2 separate regions of the Pan troglodytes genome follow, and region 1 is linked to region 2. A link is a contact called in public capture Hi-C data. All regions are on one chromosome and are shown on one strand. Each heading gives the region's core, a stretch centred on a gene start, on an enhancer-like site or on the middle of the called end of the contact. The rest is flanking DNA. Distances are from core to core; before and after follow the strand shown. Region 1 overlaps SKOR1 (SKI family transcriptional corepressor 1). Region 2 has its middle 110 kb from the start of SMAD3.

What was found. Capture Hi-C pulls out chosen DNA fragments and counts their contacts.
Region 1: a contact with region 2 is called in a capture Hi-C map of stem cell-derived neural stem cells, with 2.8 times the contacts expected there. The contact joins two enhancer-like sites. A contact is called at or near these places in 2 of 7 Hi-C or Micro-C datasets (induced pluripotent stem cells and stem cell-derived neural progenitor cells), 1 of 1 datasets of contacts at active chromatin or transcription factors (stem cell-derived excitatory neurons) and 1 of 1 other capture datasets (stem cell-derived neural stem cells).

What each region holds. Positions count from the first base shown.
Region 1 is chr16:59,835,516-59,840,669 of NHGRI_mPanTro3-v2.0_pri, reverse strand. All of the region lies in intron 9 of SKOR1 (SKI family transcriptional corepressor 1), which reads right to left. Among named protein-coding and RNA genes, the nearest start is that of PIAS1, 31 kb to the left of the region's middle. Within about 2 kb of position 2,074, at least 4 of the 24 cell types and tissues checked have an H3K27ac peak or open chromatin away from gene starts, as enhancers often do. A contact at or near this core is called in stem cell-derived neural stem cells, where this site is marked.
Region 2 is chr16:58,948,239-58,953,829 of NHGRI_mPanTro3-v2.0_pri, reverse strand. No RefSeq gene overlaps it. Among named protein-coding and RNA genes, the nearest start is that of SMAD3, 110 kb to the left of the region's middle. Within about 2 kb of position 2,954, at least 1 of the 24 cell types and tissues checked has an H3K27ac peak or open chromatin away from gene starts, as enhancers often do. A contact at or near this core is called in stem cell-derived neural stem cells, where this site is marked.

The DNA of each region.
Region 1 (5,154 bases), core at 825-3,324, 890 kb before region 2:
TTGGCAATTCCTCTTTTTGCACCTTCTTTCTGAGCAAGTCCTCCACACCCTAAACCTAAGCGCCTTATGCCCTTAGGCCATCCTGGGACTGCCAGAAAAAAAGGTCTTGATGAAATAAATTACAGTGAACCCTCGATACAGCAACAGCTCAAAATAATGACGCATCAGTGGCAGGATTTAAGGCAAGAGTAAGAGGAGTAAGAGATTATTTGGAGAAAACACTCCAGAACCCCTCAAACTGTACTCCCATATTACATGTCGGTGTAAAGTGAGCCCTCGGAGTCAGAGAGATCCGAGAGCAAATTCCAGGACCGTCACTAACTAGCTGTGTCCTTAGATAGGTCACCTAACCTCTGTAGGCCTCGCCTTTCCCTATCAGTAAAAGAGGAATAATAACCAGCACTACCCCTGCACCCCCATGCTTATGTCCCAGAGATACTCACATGAAATAGGATGCCAGAAGACCCTGTGTTGGTCTTAAAGGGCAAGGAATCGTACTAAACTACGTAAACAGGTATTACTGAGTCTATGTAGTGTCCCGTCTCAAAACATAACTGCATCTTAACCAGGGCCTTTGGAAACTCAAATCCAAAGGATTAAAGACATCTGGGCAAAAATACTCCCCGTCGTGGCTAAAAGGAGCAAAACTTAGGGACTCCTCCCTACCCTGCTATTTTTACCTTAAAGAAAGTTTATTTCATGCAGATAGTTGCAAGACGAAGGAAAAGAAGAATAAGTAAGTGGTTATGTATTGAGCATTAGAATAGCCCAGGACTATTGTAAACACTTGGCATCAATCAGCTCATCCAATGTGCTAGGGCCTTTCACACCCAATCCTGCATTTAACCTTCAAATGACCCTGCAAAGCAGGCAGCACAATCACCATCCCACAGGTGAGGAAACAGATCTTTTAAGACATTCTGGGCACAAATATGAGATCTGGGGGAGAGTAAAAGGGGCAGCCTGGGCTGTGCAGGGGGAGGGGCGGGACCAGAGGGCTCCATTGAGGCCCGGCATCTGGGATGGATTAGAACTGATCTCAACACACCAGGGGCCACCCGAGCAGAGCAAGGGCTCTGGGCACACCGGGCTTACAAGTCTTAAAAGAAACTCCCTCTGAGAGGTCAGCTGGCCACAGCTGACCCTGTCTCTTCCCCCAGGCCACCCTCTGAGCTGTGGGCACACAGACCGATTTGCCTACTCCACCCCCCTTCAGCTTAACTTTGGAAAAACTCATTCACATTGAGGTGAATTAGGTGACAGAGTGCACTTCAAAAGAGATGTTATAAGAACAAGGCTTAACTCAGAGCATGAGCAGCTCACAGGAATTTCAGGCAGCCTGGGGGAGTGGGTCCTCCCCCACACTCAGGCCTCCTCCAACCCCGCTCTGGCCATGCTCTGTGTCTGAGGCCTTTGGAGCTTCAGGGTCAGGCATGTGAACTCAGCGCATTGTCCCTGTGCTACAATCCCAGGGCAACACCTCCTGAAACCACTAATGCCATTCCTCCCAGGCCTGCACATAAACAAGGTCACAGGGGCCTCTCTCCACATCCCCGCTCCTTCCTCCCTCCTTCCCTCCGGTGGGGCTGATGGGAGTCCCCAGCCCTTCCTGCTTCAAATAAAATGATACACGAAAACATGCAATGCTCTCTGGCTGTAAGAGAAACATTACATAATTTTAGAGAATGCTAAGAGTTCATGTCTTCACTGACATTTTTTCCATATGAAACAGCCCATTTCTTAATTGTTCGAAATAAAGTTGGCTCTGCTCTCTCCTACTCAGGTAGTGGGAAGTACCACCTCAAACAGGATAGGGGGACCACTCCTCATCTCTTGGGGTTCTGTAGTCCAGAACATTCAGGGAAGACTGCCAGGACTCAGTTCTTTTCAGGCCTGCAGAGTGAAGAGAAGCCAACAACTCTGAAGGCGGCAGGAGCCGGCTCCCACTGCAACTCCAAGCCTGCCCACCAGTCCAGTCCTCTCTGGCACCCACACTCTCCTCGCCTGCAATGCCTATTCCCTCAAGGCCTGTGGGGGCTTGGGACTTCCCATGAAGTCATGGTCCACTCGGCTCTCCCCTCCCTGAGCCCCTCCATGCTGCCTCCTCTCCTCCACCTCCATGCTACACTCAATGTATCCCCTCCCCTTCACCAGCCTCCCGCTTCGTCTGTACTGGCCTTTGGAGCTCAGAGGCATGTTGTGATACGGTTCAGCAGGTCCCAGGCCCTAGATCCACAGCCGCCCCTGTGGGCTGATCCTGGGGCCCTCCATGGCTCCAGGATGACCAGCTTGCTTCACCCTTCTCAAAGAGAAAAGAAAAACCCTCTTGAATTTTTACATCTTGCTAATTATTATTTTTTTTCATGGTACTGGGAGAATGCAGAATATCAGAAAATTACAATTATCCAAAAACGTCCTTCAGTTATCCAGCTGCAAGAATGCCAGCATTTCAATGCTGAAAAATGTCAAGGATCATCTCTAGGGTAGTTTCCTCACTTTGCAGAAGCTAAAACAGAACCAGAGACAGAGAGGTACAGGGAGCAGGCCAAGGTCACAAACAGTTCCAGGTGGAATGAGAACTAGAACTCAGATCTTTCTCCTCTGCAAAATTGCTCGACAAGAAAAAATAGACAAAAAATTGGCGGGGCGCGGTGGCTCACGCCTTTAATCCCAGCACTTTGGAAGGCTGAGGCAGGCAGATCACTTGAGGTCAGGAGTTTGAGACCAGCCTAGCCAACATGGCGAAACCCTGTCTCTACTGAAAACACAGACATTAGCCGGGGGTGATGGCACACACCTGTAGTTCCAGCTACTCAGGAGTCTGAGGCAGGGGAATCGCTTGAACCTGGGAGGAGGGGTTGCAGTGAGCCAAGATGATGCCACTGCACTCCAGCCTGCTGAAGAGAGTGAGACTCTGACTCAAAAAAAAAAAAAAAAAAAAAAAAAATTAGCCCAGCATGATAGTGAGCCTGTAGTCCCAGCTACTTGGGAGGTGGAGGCAGGAGAATCTCTTGAACCCAGGAAGCAGAGATTGCAGTGAGCCAAGATCACACCACCGCACTCCAGCCTGGGTGACAGAGTGAGACTCCATCTCAAAAAAAAGAGTCCAGACATGGTGGCTCACGCCTGTAATCCCAGCACTTTGGGAAGCCAAGGTAGGTGGATCACCTGAGGTCAGGAGTTCCAGACCAGCCTGGCTAACATGGTGAAACCCCGTCTCTACTGAAAATACAAAAATTAGCCTGGCATGGTGGCTGAGGCAGGAGAATTGCTTGAACCCAGGAGGCAGAGGTTGCAGTGAGCTGAGATTGCACCACTGCACTCCAGCCTGGGTGACAGATCGAGACTCCATCTCAAAAAAACAAACAACAACAAAAAATCTACCTCTGGCTCAAAGTAACACATGCTCATGTAGCCAGAAATGTTGAACCAATAACTAGGTGTATCTCATGCTAGTTTCCACAATAAGGCATTTATGAAACCACCAGCCCTACCTGTTCTAAATAAATGAATAAAAATGTGGATGCTAATTGAAGATTAGCATCATCTCCCATCCATGTTAATGTGCTTTTTGGTTATTTGCAATTCTCTTTTGTAAATCTGAGGTAAACATCATTGTCCAAATTAGCTCTTTTCACTCAATAAAGGCCATATTAGAATTCTGAGGTTTGCGTTTGCCTACTGCTTATTTAGTAAGGTCAGATGAGAAGCTAGTCAAATGACTTCCATTTCACTTAAGAGGCGTACCGAGTGGGAGAACTCAAGCCTCCAAAGCCCGAACTCCCTGTCAGTGGCTCCCCAGGTCCCTCCCCTCTCTCAGTACTGAGCCACAGCACTGCTGGGAGCAGCAACTACCACCACAGTGGTCTCCCGGGAAGGGCTGGCCCAGATGGGTGACACTGACTCAGGTGGTTGCAAGGTCCTCTGCCTGGATCTCGGTCCCCGTCCTCTCAGCGCTGCCGCCATTATCATCAATGACAGCTCCAATGTCACCTTCTCTCTTGCCCCACTGAAGTGGCCATCATCCCCCAGGCACTTTCTATGCCACACTTTCACAGCACACGTCTCGGCATCCAGAGGGCTCTTTCATGTCTGCCTGGCTCCCCTGCTGGAACCGAGCTCCATGACCATAGCAACCCTGCCCACTCACGCATCCCTGAAGCCCGGGTGCTGACACCACAGATGTTCAATATTTGTTGAAGGAATGGAAGTAGGAAGGAAAGTCTGAGCTGGTCAGGGCTTCTGGAGTAACTCTAACAAGGAAAGCGGAGGCTGCACTTGTGGTCTCAAATCTTTTCCAAACTCCACTGCGTAAAAAAAAAAAGTCTTTGAAACCAGACTCGCATCCAAATCCCAACTACTTTAACCAGTGGCAGGATCACTGGAGCTGATGGTTTAACCTCCCAGAGCCTGTTTGCTAAACTGCAAAATGGGGGAAATGATACCATTTAGGTTAAGCGCCTGGCTCTTTCTAAATGTTGGCTCAAACGGTGGTGACCCTTCCCAGACTTCCACCACTACTGGAAGTTTGCGTCCCAAAGCAGACACCCTCATCGCCTTGGCTCCGAACGCAGAGAGCTAGTTCCGAGAAGCCGAGGGGAAGCTGAAGGCGCGCCCTGGCCCACCCTCCCCACGATCCCCCGCCGCAACCCCTGTCGGCCCCTTCCGGCCCACAGTGGGTGGCCCCAGGCCTCGCTAGGGTCACGTCTCTCGGGTCCCCGCGCAGGAAAGGGTCCAACCAGCGACTCGCAACCTTTTCGGGGTCCCGAGTCGAACACCCGTGGGAATCCCATGGGCACCATGGCCCCTCGCTCCAAAAATGCTTTCGCGTCGCGCAGACACTGCTCGGTAGTTTCGGGGATCAGCGTTTGAGTAAAAGCCCGCGTCTGATCCCTCCGCGCCTCCCCGGCCCCAGTGGAAAGACGCGCAGGCAAAACGCAACACGTGACGGAGCGTGACCGCCCGCCGAGCGCGCGCCAAGGTCGGGCAGGAAGAGGGCCTATTTCCCATGATTCCTTCATATTTGCATATACGATACAAGGCTGTTAGAGAGATAATTAGAATTAATTTGACTGTAAACACAAAGATATTAGTACAAAATACGGACGTAGAAAGTAATAATTTCTTGGGTAGTTTGCAGTTTTAAAATTATGT
Region 2 (5,591 bases), core at 1,705-4,204:
AAGACATCTTGCCCCAAGAGGGATGCCAGCTTCCTGAGGTGAGGACTGGGCTCTTCTCTCTGACTCTGTCTGTCAAAAACAAATCACACACACACACACACACACACACATCACTCAACACTCAAAAACTAACAATCGACATCCATCACCATTTGTTGAGGGTCTGCTGTTCTCTGAGCGCTTTCTGCATTGTGTCGTCTATTGTCACAGCCCTATGGAAGGGGTGCTATGATCAGGTCCCTTTCCAGAGGAAGAGACCAGCTCAGAGACTAGAGGGCTGGATGGAGCCCATGCCTGTCTGCCCTGCGGTTTTAGCCATTCTTTTCACCTTGCTCCTCCTGTCCCTGCTCTGTCCCCAACCCAGGACCTAGGAGGTGCCACCTGTCTTGATTGCTTCTGCCCCTGTTCCTTCCCTCGCTCACCTCCACCTGACCATAGGCTCCTGGAGGCTGGTTGTAGCCCCTACAGCCTGCCTGGCCCAGGGAGGTGTGTTGTGGGTGCTCCTGGACGTGGTCTGGTTGGCAGAGGACAGAATGGCCAGGACACCCTAGTGCAGCCACTGAAGATGGTGGCGGGGTAGGGCAAGACAGGTCGAGCTGAGAAACTGTCTGAACTCTCAGGTGAGAAGGGAGCTCAGAGCCCACATCCACCACCACGTGTAGTTGCCTGGCCTCTACCACTCGCACACTGCCTCTGTCGGGGAGCTCACTACTTCCACTGCGGGCAGCTGGGCCACTGCCACTGCCTTGTGACACACGCTGCAGCCTCAGCCACAGGGACCCTGGCCTCCCCTCCCGAGAGAAGGGACTGGGAGGCAGGGAACAGGACTTATTAAGTGTCCTTTCCATTCCAGACACCGGACCCAGTGATGGTGGGATCTGCTCATCGATTCCCACCACAACCCCGTGAGGTAAAGATAAGCGCTCTCACTGGCTCCTCTTTTTAAAAGATTTTTGAAAATGTTTAACTGGGATAAAATACATGTAACCAAAAATTTATCTTCATAACCATTTCTTTTCTTTCTTTCTTTTTTTTTTTTTTTGAGACAAAGTCTCGCTCTTTCGCCCAGCCTGGAGTGCAATGGCGCAATTTCAGCTCATTGCAACCTCCACCTCTCCGGTTCAAGCGATTCTCCTGCCTCACCCTCCGGAGTAGCTGGGATTATAGGTGCATGCCACCACGCCTGGCCAATTCTTTGTATTTTTAGTAGAGATGGGGTTTCACTATGTTGGCCAGGAAGGTCTCGATCTCCTGAACTCGTGATCTGCCCGCCTCAGCCTCCAAAGTGCTGGGATTATATGCGTGAGCCACCGCGCCCAGCCCCTCATAACCATTTCTAAGCGTACAGTTCAGTAGAAAGAGCATTCACATTGCCATACAACCATCACCACCCTCCATCTGCAGAACTTTCCATCATCCCCAAAACTGAAACTCAGGGCCCACTAAACACCAACTCCCCATCCTCTCTTCCGCCAGCTCCTAGTAACTATCCTATTTTCTGTCTCTATGAATTTATTACTCTTGGAACCTCACGTGGGTAGAATCCTACAGTGTTTGTCTTCTTGTGATTATTAGCTCCATTTTAAAAGAAGGAGGCTGGGCATGGTGGCTCATGCCTGTAGTCCCAGCACTTTGGGAGGCCGAAGCGGGCAGATCATGAGGTCAGGAGTTCAAGATCAGCCTGGCCAACATGGTGAAACCCCATCTCTACTAAAACTACAAAAAATTAGCCAGGCGTGGTGGCAGGTGCCTGTAATTCCAGCTACTCAGGAGGCTGAGGCAGGAAAATCACTTGAACCTGGGAGGGCGGAAGTTGCAGTGAGCAGCGACGGCGCCACTGCACTCCAGCCTGGGTGACAGTGTAAGACTGTCTCAAAAATAAAATAAATAAATAAATAAATAAATAATAAAAATATAAAGGAAGGAAGGAAGGAAATGGGGCCTGGCGCGGTGGCTCATGCCTGTAATCCCAGCACTTTGGGAGGCTGAAGTGGGTGGATCGTTTCGGCTCAGGATTTCAAGACCAGCCTAGACAACATAGTGAGACCCCATATCTACAAAAAATACAACATTTAGACAGGTGTGCTGGTGCACACCTGTAGTCCCAGCTACTTGGGAGGCTGAGGTGGGAGGATTGCTTGAGCCCAGCAGATGGAGGCTGCAATGAGCCGTGACTGTGCCACTGCACTCCAGCCTGGGTGACAGAGCCAAACCCTGTCTCAAAAATGAAAGTAAAAAATAAAGGAAGGAAATGGAGGCTCAGAAAGACTAAGCCCCGTGCCCACAGTCACCAGCTGGTTAGTGACAGCTAGGATTTAACCCAGGGCTGCCACATAGCCCTTCTGAGTTAGCTGGCATCTTCTTGGGTCCCCCCCACTCCAGGTGAAATAGCCTGAGGCCCACTGGTGTCACAGGTGTGAGAGCAGGTATGAAGGGAAGCCCAGACACCTGGATTTGGCCCTAGAAATAAGTCAAGGAGGCTCCAGTTTTTATGATCACTCCCTTGGATTCAGCATGAAGGTATTCAGCCAGGAGGGGCAGCGGAGGATGCCAAAATCTTTTTCTCCTGCTCTCTGAGGCCCAGCTGGCTTTTCCAGGCCATTTCCCCTGGAAGGTAGGGCAAGGGTTAGACAAATTCCCAGAAAGGACACCGTGAGACATCCTCCAGAGCCTCTGCCTCACGCCTGGTGCTCACTGATCATTCTGCACGGCAGACTTTTCTGGGTGCCCAATGTGTCAGCATGTCTAGGCCCAGGGGAGTCAGGGAGGCTCAGAAACAGACCTTAGCCTCAAAGGCCTTATGGAACTAGGTGATGGCAGTGTCTCTTCAACATAAGTGACGACAGGGAGGTGGGACTGGCTGAATACTCTACCAGAGGCTAAAGGGCTAAGGAAGTCCACGCGCACAGGCCATTTCCAGGTGGGGTGGTCAGGGAAGCCTTCCCGGAGGAGGTGGCACTGAGCTGGGAGGACCTAGAAGGGGTTGAGGAGAGGGAGTGGAAGTACAGCCCCGATAGTAGGAATAGCCTGAGCACAGGCACTAAGGCCTGTGAGTGTCTGTCACTTTTGTTCCTATGGTTAAGGCAGGGTCTGAGTCCTCACTCTCTCCAGCAAGTTCTCTGTAAGAGTGCATGGTTAGTGATGGTTCCTGGAGAGGAGGAAGACGTGGGCTTTCTAGAGAGAAGAAAGGAGCTGTGTTCCCTCATTGGCCTCAGTCTTTCTCTTCCCTCTCCTCATACCCCTCAGAAGTGCAGACATTGCAAAGCCCATCTCCCTTCAGAACTAAAGCCACCCCTCTGATAGCTGCATCCCTCCTAGGGAGAAAGAACTCCAGTGGCTGCCAAGAACCCCTGCCAGATGCTCCTCCCCACCACCCTGGCATCTTGTGCATAGTAGGTCTCGGGAAATGCCTCCATCATGACTGCTATTGGAAAGGAAGGCAAATCTCCTGTTTGTTGCCCAGAGTGCTGGCTGTGAGTCACCTGGAGTTTCCTAGGTGAGTAAGTCAGAAGGTTGAGGGAGGGGCAGGAACAGGCATGTGGAAAGAGAAAAAAAATGCACTAATATTTTAGAGGAGGGAGTGGGTACCCCCTGCTGTGGAAAATTCATTGAAGTTGTCAAGCATGTGGTAGCATTGGCTAAGACGGCCTTTAAGATGGAGGAGGCTTTGAGAAGCAGACATGAGGAATGGTGGTGGGGGCAGGCCCCCCCAGGCACAGGGAACAGCATGGGCAAAGGCCTGGGGGTGGGATGGGGATAGTGTGGGCCACACACAGGAACAAACGGATGTGCCCTTTGGCTGAAAGCTGAGATGGGTAAAGAGGAGTCTTGGCATTGAGTTGCCAAGTTGGCATCTCCTTGGAGATGAGGAGAAGGGCCAGAGCATGGCCACTCTGCAGTGGGACTCTCTTGGGAAGGGCATGGAGAGCCTTTGGAAGTTCTTTTTTTTATTATTATTTTACTTTAAATTCTGGGATACGTGTGCAGAACTTGCAGGTTTGTTATATAGGCATGCATGTGCCGTGGTGGTTTGCTGCACCCATCAACCCGTCATCTAGGTTTTAAGCCCCTCATGCATTAGGTATTTGTCCTAATGCTTTACCTCCCCTTACCCCCCACCCCCTGAGAGGCCCCGGCATGTGATGTTACCCTCCCTGTGGAAGTTCTTGAGCAGACAATGTTAAGAAGGGTAAACGGGCAACAGTTTCCACAATGCACTAGAGCCCAGAAAGGAGGCCACCAAGGGATTCCATGCAAGAGGTAGCAAGATACTGAGCTACCACTGTGTGGAAAGAAGCAAAGAAGGATGAAACAGGACTTATCAACAGGCCGTTCCACAGAAACACAGGACTTCTAGTCCATCTTCCTGTTTTTCCATTGGGAAGACCAGTAAGAATTGCCCAAGGTCAGCCAGCTGATCACGTAGTTGACATCTACTACACCTAGGATAGCAATCCTTAATCGATTGGTAGTGGCTGCCTGAAGGGTTGTATTGAGTCGTTCTGAGGCCTCATCCCAGATGAACTGGAAAGAATGGCATGATTGATTAATGATGTCTGCCACTAGCAAAGGAATTGAGGAATGGCTTGAGCTCCACCTGTTTGTTGTCTCTGCCCCCGTAAGCCTCTCTGTGCCCCAGGGTGAATATTTCTGTCTTCCCCCCTTATAAAATACTTGCAGAGATCAACAAGATCATGTGTGCAAAAATGTTTGAAGACTATCAAGGCTGCCTAAGTAGGAGGGGTTGTTCCCATGATTATGCATGCCTGCGTTAGTCACCTTGATCCTGATGCCAGAAAAAGCACACAGCCCCCCAACATCTTCAACAGCTTTTACCCACAAAATGTCCCCAGTATATTGACTTGCTTTTTGACTAAGGAAGGTGTAGTCACAGGTGGCTGCACAGAGGCTGAGACTGGGAAGCAGATGGAGGTCTGACATGTTTAACAACTGCAGATTGAGGGCTCTGTGAGTCGCCCAGCTCCTCGGCATCTGGAATTGAGGGCAAGGCCACTTTCATGATCAGAAAGAGCCTGACACTGTGAGAAGGTGCAGCCAGTGAGCTGTTTCTGCTCCATATTGTTCAACTCCAGCCTCGGGCCATGATGGACTTCACTCTGTCCCCTGAACACCATGGCGTCAGGTTAGCCACAGGCAGGACTCCTATCTGTACCTGTGGGTCGTGTCTCCTCACCTGCTTCCAGAAGAATGGATCCTGAGGTCTGGGGAAGTCGTTTCCAGTGGGCTCAGATCCACAGAGATTTTCTTTCCATGGGGGTTTTTGTAGGGAGATGACTTGGGGAAGCAGAGACTAGATTCAGACTCACAGGACCCAGATCGTGACCCCAGCTCTGCCACCCATCGGTTGTGGGACCTTGAGCAAGTCACTTAACCTCTGTGCCTCTGTTTCCTTGTCTCTGAAATGGGGATAAAATGATCTGCTCTGCTCAGCTCCGTGGGAAGGGTAAGGTTTAACTTTCTGAGATAAACTTGCATTCTCAAAGAACTGCCATGTTTTAAAAGGCCTGTCATACCCATTTTCATATTTGAGTCTCACAGGGCTCCTGTGGGGTACACAGGGCAAGCGTGTA